2 separate regions of the Mus musculus genome follow, and region 1 is linked to region 2. The links are chromatin contacts, called in public Hi-C maps. All regions are on one chromosome and are shown on one strand. The core of a region is the stretch at or near the end of the contact, and the rest is flanking DNA. Distances in the headings are between cores, read along the strand shown. Region 1 overlaps Nbl1 (NBL1, DAN family BMP antagonist). Region 2 overlaps Tmco4 (transmembrane and coiled-coil domains 4).

Region 1 (5,494 bases), core at 228-2,727, 49 kb before region 2:
TTTGCTTTGGGCAGTTGTCACATGAACAGTTTTCCCAACATATCAGACACCTGAGCTCCACCTACACCTGTGCCCCACCTGCACCTGTGCCCCACCTGCACCTGTGCCCGCGGTCATGGAGTAGATGCTCTGTAGAAGAAAGGAGGGGGAGGGAGGAAGACAGTTGGAAACAACTCTACAAGGCAAGAGTTGGGGTGCTAAGGGGGTTGCTATAAAGTAAGCCTCACTGTGTCGGGAGCTTGGGATGGAGCTCAGACCCAAAAGTTGCCCAGAAGTTAATTGTGCAGAGTTTGGAATCAGTGGGAGGATGGGTTGAGCCAGAACTTTCTATGAAGAAGGAAGGACATCAGCCAAGTCTCTGGGGGCAGATCAGGCAGTTAGAGTTACTGTTGGTGCACCAGGGTCTGGCATGGTGAGGTCAGCCAGGACCAGCCTGAAGGTCCTGAAGACCTGAGAAGAGCACAGTGTGTGTGTGTGCGTGTGTGTGTGTGTGTGTGTGTGTGTGTGAGAGAGAGAGAGAGAGAGAGAGAGGGAGAGAGAGAGAGAGAGAGAGAGAGAGAGAGAGAGAGAGAGAGAGAGAGAGAGAGAGAGAGAGAGAGAATTTACACCCACTCCTATGCCCGGGGGAATGGGTAGGAGGGGTAGGGCTGTGTGTAAGAAGATGAGAGAGGGGGCTGGAGAGATGGCTCAGTGGTTAAGAGCACTGGCTGCTCTTCCAGAGGTGCTAAGTTCAATTCCCAGCAACCACATGGTGGCTCACAACCGTCTGTAATGGGATCTGATGCCCTCTCCTGGTGTGTCTGAAGACAGTGACAGTGTACTCACCACATGTAAAATAATCTTTCTTAAAAAGTACATTAAAAGAAGAGATAGAGGAGGAGAAGGGAGAGAAGGAGGAGGAGGGGGAGGAGGAGGAAGAGGAGCCCTTGCAGGGGCTCAGTCCCCTCGTGCCCCTCCAGATGGGTTCACAGAGCACACTGGGCTGTTGCAGGGTGGATTTTTGGTTCCCAAAGATGTGTTGTTATTCCTGGGGTCTCTCCACTGCCCAGACTTCAGGAAACATCCCTTTTCTTCCTCCTGCTCCTCCCAGGTGACCTTGGAGTGCCCTGGCCACGAGGAGGTGCCCAGGGTGGACAAGCTGGTAGAGAAGATTGTACACTGCAGCTGCCAGGCTTGCGGCAAGGAGCCCAGTCACGAGGGCCTGAACGTCTATGTGCAGGGTGAAGACAGCCCGGGCTCCCAGCCTGGACCACACTCCCATGCCCATCCCCACCCTGGGGGCCAGACCCCTGAGCCCGAAGAGCCTCCTGGAGCCCCTCAGGTTGAGGAAGAGGGGGCTGAGGACTGAGGGCCCCCAACTCTTCCTCCCCTCTTGTTCCCTGTGGAATGTCGGTCCCACCCTCCAGGGAAGAGGGAGGGGATAGGCAGAAGCCCCCCTCCCCCTTTGGCACTGGATGGACTTGGAATGCTGCCTGGTTGTCATGGAGATCTGAAGGGAGGGGCTGGAGCCAAGCTGCACAATTTAATATATGCAAGATGGGGGAGGAAGCAGACAGACATCCGCAGGACTTTTCTTTTGGAAGGTGAAGTGTGGTCTTTCCTTTCGGCCTTCTAGAGAGATGAGCCCCCCACCCCCACCCGGGATAGAGAGGAAATGGGCTGAGCTGCTGAGGATGAGTGAGATCCTCAAACAGGGCAGGCCCAGGCCAGGACCCACACAACTGATGGGGGCAGGATCCCCAGTGATGGGTCCAGAGTGGGAATCAAGTCCTTTGCTGAAGGACCTATGTGGGAAGACCGCTTGCAGAGGTCGGAAGCTCCAGTCCCATAGGTTTCCCTAACGACCTCCCTCACTCCCCAGTGCCAGGGAAGTAACCCCTTCAATGGAGTGGCTTAGGAGTCAGGCTGGGGCAGGACCCTGCTGACTCAAGTGCCAGAGTGTCACTGAAGAAGAAAGAAGATCCCTCCCATCTCTCCCTCTGGAGATCTTAGCTCTCTGCTCCCCGTGTTCTGGACCCTTTAGGGAAGTAGCTGCAGCCAGCCCTGCTGTCTTTGGGGCCGGTCTTTCTGAAAGAGGTGATGGTCCATCTCCATCACCTGGGACCATAGTGGACAGGAGGCCCCTGCATAGGGCCCCCACTGACCTCAGCTTTCTCTAGCTCCCTAGTCTAGCCACTCCTCCTTCCCAGCTGCACTTTAACCCTAGGGCAGGGCAGGTGGCAAGGAAGGGCCCTCTGTCCCCTGATATGCTGGTACCATTGTTTGTGTCCAGGGGATGCCAGCTCACCTCCCTGGGGGTGCCCCGGCCCGTGGCTGTTCGACGAGAGCCTTAGAGCTTGTAACTAGTAGCCATCTCCCCTGGACCCGAGTGTTTTCATGAATAAATACCTTCAATGCCTCTATTCTCTTCCTCGTGGACTGGCTCTCTGAATCCAAGCTGGTTGTGGGCCCAGGGATGGAGGCTGGGTTTGGTCTGGGCAGTGCGGGTCACCTCCTCTCTTGGGTTTGTGTCTGCATTTCTGCCTTGCTTACACGTGGCTGGACCTAGCCAACTAGATCTGGACACTTGATCCCTTGGGATCTCTCTCGCCATCTCTTTGCTCTCAGTGACCCAGCATGAGCCTTGGTACTTGTCACCAGCCTGGGCCAAGCCCCAGAAAAAGATGAAACAGATGAACCCCCAAATCAACGATTACAAATGAATATAAGGTTGTACCCATGCGCTAGAAAGTTCGCACAGAATAGATCATCTTACCCAGCCATTTGGATCCTGTCCTTTTTTTTTTTTTTGCTTGGTGCAGAGAACTTAGTCATCTCTCCAGGGCCATCTTGTTAAATGCCACCAAGAATCAACCCCAGACAATCTGGGCCAGCATCCATGCCAAGTTTGGCATGAGCATTCATTCAGCAGCTTGCAGTGGAACTCGCTCCTTTTCTCTTCAGAGTGCTCTCCATTTAGGCTGTGGGTGTCAACTTGACCCGCAGCAGCTCACAGGTCTCCCGATGTCACTTCAACGTGGCAGTCACCGGCATCACCAGCAATGAATTTGCTCCTAGAGGTCCCCAGCGCTGTACCTCTGAAGCCCCGTGCCTCGGGTCTGAGAGCTGTCTTGCCAGCAGCTGTCTTTCTCTAGGGAGCTTCTTAGCTTGTGGAAAGATAATTCACGGAGACAGTGGGGAGACATGCAGTGGAGAGACTACTGACAGGCTGCTGGCACACCCTGAATGGCAGCCGGAGATGGGAACGTAGGCTCTGCGGAGCTAGGTGTCAGAACGACTTAGGGTAAATGGGAAAAGAGAAGCTGGAGACCAAAGGCCTGAAGGCAGCAGGACGGCTGGCCGGTGGCACCGGTACAACGGCCAGCAATTTTCTAGGGGCAGTGCGGTTGGAGAGGCTAGGCCAGCTGAGAGAGATAGGGACCTAAGGAAAATCAACCTCTGGTGGGATGTGGACGTCTTGCCAGGGAGAGGACCCAGATCTCAGGGATGAAAAAAAAATTTTGTGCGTATGCACCTGGGGGTGCACAGCGACATGCACAGGCCAGAAGACAACTGTGAGTGTCATTTCTCAGATGCCATTCACCTTGATTTGGGGACAAAGTCTCTCTCTCTCTCTCTCTCTCTCTCTCTCTCTTTTTTTTTTGGTTGTTGTTGTTTTTTTGAGACAGGGTTTCTCTGTATAGCTCTGGCTGTTCTGGAACTCACTTTGTAGACCAGGCTGGCCTCGAACTCAGAAAACCACCTGCCTCTGCCTCCTGAGTGCTGGGATTAAAGGTGTGCACTGCCACCGCTCGGCCGGGGACAAAGTCTCTTATTGACCTAGATAGAACTTAGCAAGTAGGCCAGGATAGTTGGTCACTGAGTACCAGGACTCCCAGTTTCCACCTCCCCAGACCTGGAACCTGTGCCACCACACCAGGTTTATGTGTGTATGTGCACCCGCATGTAGCCACATGTTTGCCATTGTGTCCATGTAGAGGTCAGAAAACTTTTGGGAGTTGGTTCTCTCCATCATGGGGGCACAAGATATTGAAAGATTATCAGGCTTGGTGGGAAATGCCCTTACCTGCCATCTTACCTTCCCCGTCCCCAACATCAGTGTGTGTGTGTGTGTGTGTGTGTGTGTGTGTGTGTGTGTGTGTGTGTGACCAGGTCTTTAGCCTAGGCAGGTTACGACTGTGACTCTCTTGCCTCTATTTTTGGAGTGCTGATACTACAGCGGTGTGCCACCATGCCCGATTTATCTAGCGCTGGGGATGGAAGCCAAGCCTTCATGCATTGAGGCAAGCACTCTACGAATGGGTTGACCCTATTCTCTGTCTTTGGGAAGATGTCGTTCTAGAGCCTAGTGTTGATTTAAACTTGTGGTCCTCCAGCCTCAGTCTCAAAGGTCCTGGGGTTACAGGTATGTGCCATCAAATTTGCAGAAAATAGAATTTGAGAAATCTCACGAGCTGCATCCACTCGAAGTATTTGTGTACATACATGTATATGTACATGTACATGTACATACATGTATATGTGCATGTATGTAGTATGTATGTATGTGTGTGTGTGTGTGTATGTGTGTATGTGTGTGTGTATGTGTGTATGTATGTATGTATGTATGTATGTATGTATGTATGTATGTATGTATATATATATGTATGGGGTAGTGATTTTAGAGTTTTGCCTCCACCAAGCATGAACTAAGCCAATAAGAGAACACAGCAGCTCCTCACCCCTTTGCACAAGCAGTGAGGGCTTTAGCATCTTTACAGATTAGCAATCGAGACAAGATGGCTGCCTCGCTAGAGCTGGCTTCCCAGTCTTGTTTGGGACCGGCTAGCAAATGGTCCTTCCCCTGCTCCTGGCCTCTGGGCAGATCTGCACCACCTGGGTTCAAATCCTGGCAAGGTCACTTCGTGACTTCGATTCTCGAGAGATCACAGAGTGGGAACTATTGCTCACGGTCAAGTCTGCTCTCAGGGTGACGGTAGGCTTGCTGTGAGCTAGTGCACACGGCCAGCTGGGAGCAGTGACGGGCATTAGGTCATACCTCAGGAAGCATCAGCTGCTGTGATCATGGAGAATGAGTGACAGGCCCACATTTTGAGCAGCTGCATGGATGATTTGTCTGCTTATTCATTCTCTCATTAGACAGCAATGTATTAAGAACCCAGACTTTGGGCCAAAATAGATGGCTCAGCGGTTAAGAGCACTGGCTGCTCTTCTAGAGATCCTCAGTTCAATTCCCAGCAACGACGCGGCAGCTCACAACTGTCTGCAACTCCAGTTTCAGGGAACCTGACGCCCTCAAACACCAATGCACATAAAATAAAAATAAATAAATTAAAAAAAAAAGCAACTAGACTGTGCTCGTTACGGTTTAATAGTGAACAAAACCCAAGACCTGCCTGTGTGGTCTCCCAGCACCTTCAGCAAGAGCAGCTTCCAGCAGGACTCACAACCTGCACAGCTCTTGGCTTTCCCCTCGGTGTAGTGGGGAGCTGTC
Region 2 (5,454 bases), core at 458-2,957:
AGCCATGCCACAGGCCCTAATGTAACCAGTCAACTGATGACAGACCGAAACCTTCCATATCCTGGACCGAAATTGTCTTCCCTCCTCTGAGGTTGACTACTTGGGGGATTTTGTCACACCATCTGAAAGCTACGTGGCTGCATGTGACATAGCCTCACCATGGCCTTGCCCTGCTTGTGACTTGCTTATGTGTTAACTGCAGCTCAGGGACGTTAGCTCACAGGATCAATGGTAGTGCTAGGACTCACGCTACAAGTTTGAGCCCCACAGCTGATGGACTTGCTAGTAGGCCAGGCGTGGGAAGAGCCAGGTAGCCGCTCCCCTAATGATGCAGACACCCCAAATCCTGCCATTCTGCCACAGCTGGGCATGGGCCAGGCTCGAGCATGAGCGAGGTTGTTTGTGAATATATGGAGAGCCTTGCTCCCACTCATTCTGCTCTGTGGGGTGGGTCAAAGCAGTTTAGCAAGGAAAGACCCTGCTTTTGTCCCTCCAGGGTCACCAAGGAGGCTGGACACAAAGGCTGGGCTCTGGACACTTGGGATCCTCAGTTTCCCTCCTCAGTGGGTGGTGTGTTACTTTCAACTTCTTGGGGATCTCTGGATTATGTTCTAGCAAAAAAGGGACAGAGCGGAAGTCCAAACAACTCTCAGAATTAGCAGGAGAGATGTCCCCACTGCTAGACATCTCCAAGGAGTCTGGTAGTGCTACCATCTGGGTAGCCACCTGCACAGAGGGGACCTTCCTCTATTCTGAGAAGAAACCCTGAGAATAGAGAGTGGAAGGCTGAGCACAGCAGCCTTCTGAAGCAAGTCACAGCCAGCTGACAGATGGGCCCCAGGGACATTCTCAACGCAGGAGAAGGTGAGGGGACATCTCGCAGGAGTTGGGTCTCACCTTTTATTATTATGAGAAATGAAGTCAAGGCTTTATGACAGACACCCTACCCACTGAGCTATCCTGCTGGCCCTGTACCCAGGTGGCTCTGAGGTCCAAGGTCACAGTTACTCACGGGCCTGTGAGACAGCTGTGCAAAGAAGCAAGCAGTAGGGAAGGCACCTGGGAAGTGGAGAGCAGCCTGAAGTTGCAGGTAGTCTGGTGTCACATGGCCTCTGTCAGGCTGCCTGCCCTGCCACCTGCTGGCCTGGGACCTGGCTCCTCAGGCTCTTTGCTTCAGCGACCTCATCTGTGGACCAGTCACACTAATCGAGCTCTCTGATTACATAGGTTACTGTAAGGGGAGAGTTAGCGCTTCTAGGGACATTAAGTACAGTTAATGTAAATGTGACTGCTGCTACTCTTGGAGGAGAACCTTCCCAGTGGAGGCTACACAGGTTGTCTGGGAACAGCAGAGTGTGGCCACAGCTCCACGGAGGGGGCGGCAGGTGACAGAGAGGATTCTGGACAGGAGGTCACCTGTGGGCCTTGGGTGTTACTGAGAGAAGTCTGCACCTTGTGTAGAGAGCAGTGGAAGCCCCTGGGCTCTGTAGGCCCCCCGGGATCTGGAAAGTTGCTCTGTGTGTGTACAGGTATGGGATCGAGTATACACAGGTAGGCTATAGACTGCCCAGGGTCCACCCCTCCTGCAATTCATCTGTGGGGTTGACCCAACTGCTCATTTCTTCCACGATGCAGAGACTTCCGGGTTCCAGCCCCAGATCCACCCACCTCCCGATGTGTCAGCATCTCCCTCCATCCCCCATCAGGCTTCTTCTATAGGCTGTGGAAACCCTAGACTCTGCCACTCCCAGATGTTCTCTGGAACGCCACCTTTATCTGTGCTGACGACTACCCCAGAAGACGTCTCTGCAAGCCCCCACTGCATGACACCTGCCATTATCTAGAGTCTGTGTCCTCTCTGTCCAGCACTGCAGTTCTGAGGAAGGCCACTGGCTCTGCACTAAGACCCTTGTGGGTTACTCTCTCTCAGTCTCTCGCGTGTGAAGCAGAGAGAGAGAGAGAGCTGCTACACCCACACCCTGGGGTTGCTGTGTCGGGGGCTGAAGTGAGGAAATGTTCGCACAAGCTCAGAACACGGCAGTTGCCAGTCTATACCAGCTCACATGCAGGCCACCTTGCTTATGTCCCTCACCCTAAGTCAAGCCTGAGCTGAGCACCCCAACATGCCAGGCAGTGGGGTGATAGTCAGGTACAGGCCAGGCCCCGCCCATCGGGAGTTCCTGTCCATCATGGTGCTAGGACTTTTTGAAGCTCAAGGACACAGAGAATAAGGTCTCGCATATGCATAGCATTTCCTGTGCCCTGCACAATCTCATGTTAGAGTGCACAGATAGAATTAAGTCTTGGCTCGGCACATGTGTCAGACCTAGCTACTTCAGCACTTGTGATCTTATTTTAATCCCTTAACCATCCTTTGGGGTAAATATACAAAGTCCTATATTTAGCTGAAGACTCAGAGGCACAGAGAGATTAGGTAAGTGGCCCACAGTCCCATGCCATCTGTGACAGAGCTGAGTATGCTCAGCGTTCTTATAGGTAGGCCAGGAAAGCCAGGAAAGACAATGGAAGTTGTTTTGGGCACCATTACTACCAAATGCTGTGTGCAAGGCCATCCAAGGATCATGCCCCGGCCCACCAACCCCCCCCCCTCTCTCTCCAGCTTCCAGCCTCAACATAGGGAGCTGCTGGGCAGTCTCATTCCCAGGGACCATGTTAAATGATAACTGAATTTCACATACCCAGCAGGGGAACTGAAGCCAAAGCCTGCCTTGCATCAGCCCAGTGGTTCTCAACCTGTGGGTCGCGACCCCTTAAAGATTTAAAATGCAGGTATCCTGCATCTCAGATATTTATATTACAGTTCATAACAGTAGCAAAAATACAGCTCTAAAGTAGCAATGCAATACTGTTATGGCTCGGGGAGGGGGGGGCCTCCACACATGAGAAATTATCTTAAAGGGCAGCAGCTTTAGGGAGGTTGAGAGGACGGATCTGAAGGCAACATGTAATTTATACCATCTGGAGGCGGAGGCCGCCTTTCTTTTTGTCTCCATGAAGAACTGATTCTATTGACAAGACCACATCACTTGAGGTAACGAGCCAGGTGCAGGGTTTGCGCATGAGGTGGGGAAATGACAACCATATAAAGGATGGCGGTGTTCCACAGGCCTCCTGAGGAGCAGCCTCGGAGAGCATCGAGGAGCCTGGGTGGCTGGCAGCCAGCATGAACAGACACATGCACAGCTGAGGTGGGGGGCTGTGATCAGGTGCGTGAGAGCACGGGGTGGGGGCGGGATGGAGAGCGTATTGGCCTGCAGGGGATCATGGGAAATGGTCAGACTTGGCCATCTCAAGCTCCAGTGTTTGGAGACATGGTTTTGACAGCAGGCTCTAAGATGATGCCGGGGTCTGGCATACATGAGGAGGGGGTCTTAGGTGTATCTGCCTGTTTGCCTGATGCTGGCACTCTAGGGAGCTACCAGACGCTGAGCGCATCCTAGGTGGCCACTGTCCTTGCCACCTTCTAAGGACAAATACACACAGAGATGACCTAAATCTAGCCAGCAGCTGACAGCGAGCCTTCACAGCCAAAGTAGAGCCCATGTCAGACCAACAGACCACAGGCAGCTACTCACTCCTGGGTGTATTCGTGCTGCACCCCTCCATGTCTAGGGCTACTCTGTTATGCAAAGCTGACTGGTCCACGCCTTCGACCTCTTTAGAATGTGTGTTTTCACATAGACAACTTTACCACTTGGTAAATCTTCCCTGCTTTTTCCTAAGAGAGACAGGCTGTGCCACGATCATGTGTATAAAGCAGCAATACAGAACCCAGCACTTCAAAGTTGCTGGGACTCAAAAAAGTGTCATGGTAGGAGGGGGAGGTTGGCAAAGGTTTTAGGAAAGAGGGACACTGGCTCTCTGGGGGCTCTCTAGCTGTCTAGAGCATCCTAGGTGGGTTAACAGAGATACATGGATTGACCCTGTCTATCTGTCTGTCTGTCTGTCTGTCTGTGGTACCTAAGAAGGAGAAGAATATATATAGAAAAGGATGTTCAATGTCCTTCATCTTTAATCTAATTTTCATCCCTACTTTCTTCCTGGTTCTTGCCTTACCTCTGACCTCTGCTTCAGTTTTCCTGGCAAGCATAGCCCAGAACCAGCCAGGCCCTTTTGCATAATGGTTGCAGATAGACCAGAGCTACTTGAAATAGGGCCACAGTGCCTTTGCATTGCATGCACTGGCTAGACACAAGCAGGGGGAGAAAGGTTGCTGCAAGCTAAAGGAGATTGGGAGTGGGGAAGGGGTAGGGGCCCAGGTGTTGACCTTCTGGGGCTAGTGCCAAGAGTGGTATAGCCACGTTGTCTGTAACCAGAAAAATAGCCTCTGCTGTCAGGCTGGTGGTGGAGACATGCTTTGGTAAAAAGAACAAGATGGGATCAACCACACTCCTGATCTTAGGGACCTCTGGTAATGACAGCATTGAAATGGACCCTGACCTCTTCAGATTTAGCTGATAGCAGGCATCCCATCTTTCCGTATTCTTGCTGGATGAGGAGCAATTGTGTCATGTGCTTGGGCTGACTGGGGTGAGGGGTAGCTTTGGATGAGCAGTGATTGACAGGCTGAGGCTTCCCATGACATCCTTGCCCCGACTGGTTTGAAGGTTGGGCAAAAATGCTGTATGGGCACTTCACTTGCTGCTCAGATCATGGGGTAGGGCTCTCAGAGCATGGGGCAGGACCCTAAGAACATGGGACAGGACCCTCAGAGCATGGGGCAGGGCCCTCAGTTCTGTAACTGGGAAAGTGAGGCTCAGAATGGTGCTCACTGAGGTCCTGGGGACAGCAGCCACCACTCCAGCTACTCCGCCTATCTGCCCTGCTGCGTGTTCGGGAGCTCTGTTTCAGAGCTTTCTCTTGTTGTCAGTGTCTTTAGCTCTATGTGCCATCAGGCAGTCAGGGAGCAGCCTGTGTCCTAGCAGGAGTGACACACCCAGCGTGCTCTGCAGCTCACTCACTCCCCAAACAGCTTCCTCCCCAACAGCTTCCGCTGATGGATTTGAGCAGAGCCAGCATAATGTCCTGAGGTTCTCTCCTGCCAGTGGCCCCGCCCCTCAGCTGCATTAGTACAGAGAAAATGACACAGGGCCTTACAGACCTCATGGTTATCTAAGGTAGGTTGAATGTGGCCTCTCAGATCTGTTTAGCTAGAATTTGTGAATATAATCTTTCTTGGAAAAGGATCTACAAAGATTTAATTAAAGATCTTGGCGATTGTACTGGGTCAGAATGGGCCCTAAAGCCAATGACTCTCCCTGTTCTTGGAAGAAGAGGAACAAAGGATGTGCTACAGAAGATGGATGCGGAGAGTGGAGTGAAATACCTTACAAGGATCACCAAGGGATGCCAAGAACCACCAAAGATGGCCAAATGCAGGGAAGAGATGCCGAAGTTCACCAAGGGTTACCAATGGCTACCAAGCACCTCCAA

The links. A called contact is a pair of places that touch in the nucleus more often than the background predicts.
Region 1: a contact with region 2 is called in a Hi-C map of the N1E-115 cell line, with 3 times the contacts expected there. The contact joins two enhancer-like sites. A contact is called at or near these places in 3 of 39 promoter capture datasets (embryonic stem cells, hippocampal neurons and stem cell-derived epiblast-like cells), 6 of 484 Hi-C or Micro-C datasets (the 4T1 cell line, the G1E-ER4 cell line, the N1E-115 cell line and 3 more), 6 of 115 datasets of contacts at active chromatin or transcription factors (bone marrow-derived macrophages, embryonic stem cells and intestinal crypt epithelium) and 3 of 9 other capture datasets (adipose tissue, liver and pancreatic islet).

Annotation. Positions count from the first base shown.
Region 1 is chr4:139,079,199-139,084,692 of GRCm38.p6, reverse strand. Nbl1 (NBL1, DAN family BMP antagonist) reads left to right here. Exons shown (of 4, transcript NM_008675.2): 4 at 1,091-2,401. The coding sequence ends at 1,348. Among named protein-coding and RNA genes, the nearest start is that of Htr6, 6.4 kb to the right of the region's middle. Within about 2 kb of position 1,477, at least 33 of the 459 cell types and tissues checked have an H3K27ac peak or open chromatin away from gene starts, as enhancers often do. A contact at or near this core is called in the N1E-115 cell line, where this site is marked.
Region 2 is chr4:139,030,409-139,035,862 of GRCm38.p6, reverse strand. All of the region lies in intron 14 of Tmco4 (transmembrane and coiled-coil domains 4), which reads right to left. Among named protein-coding and RNA genes, the nearest start is that of Gm33214, 14 kb to the right of the region's middle. Within about 2 kb of position 1,707, at least 12 of the 459 cell types and tissues checked have an H3K27ac peak or open chromatin away from gene starts, as enhancers often do. A contact at or near this core is called in the N1E-115 cell line, where this site is marked.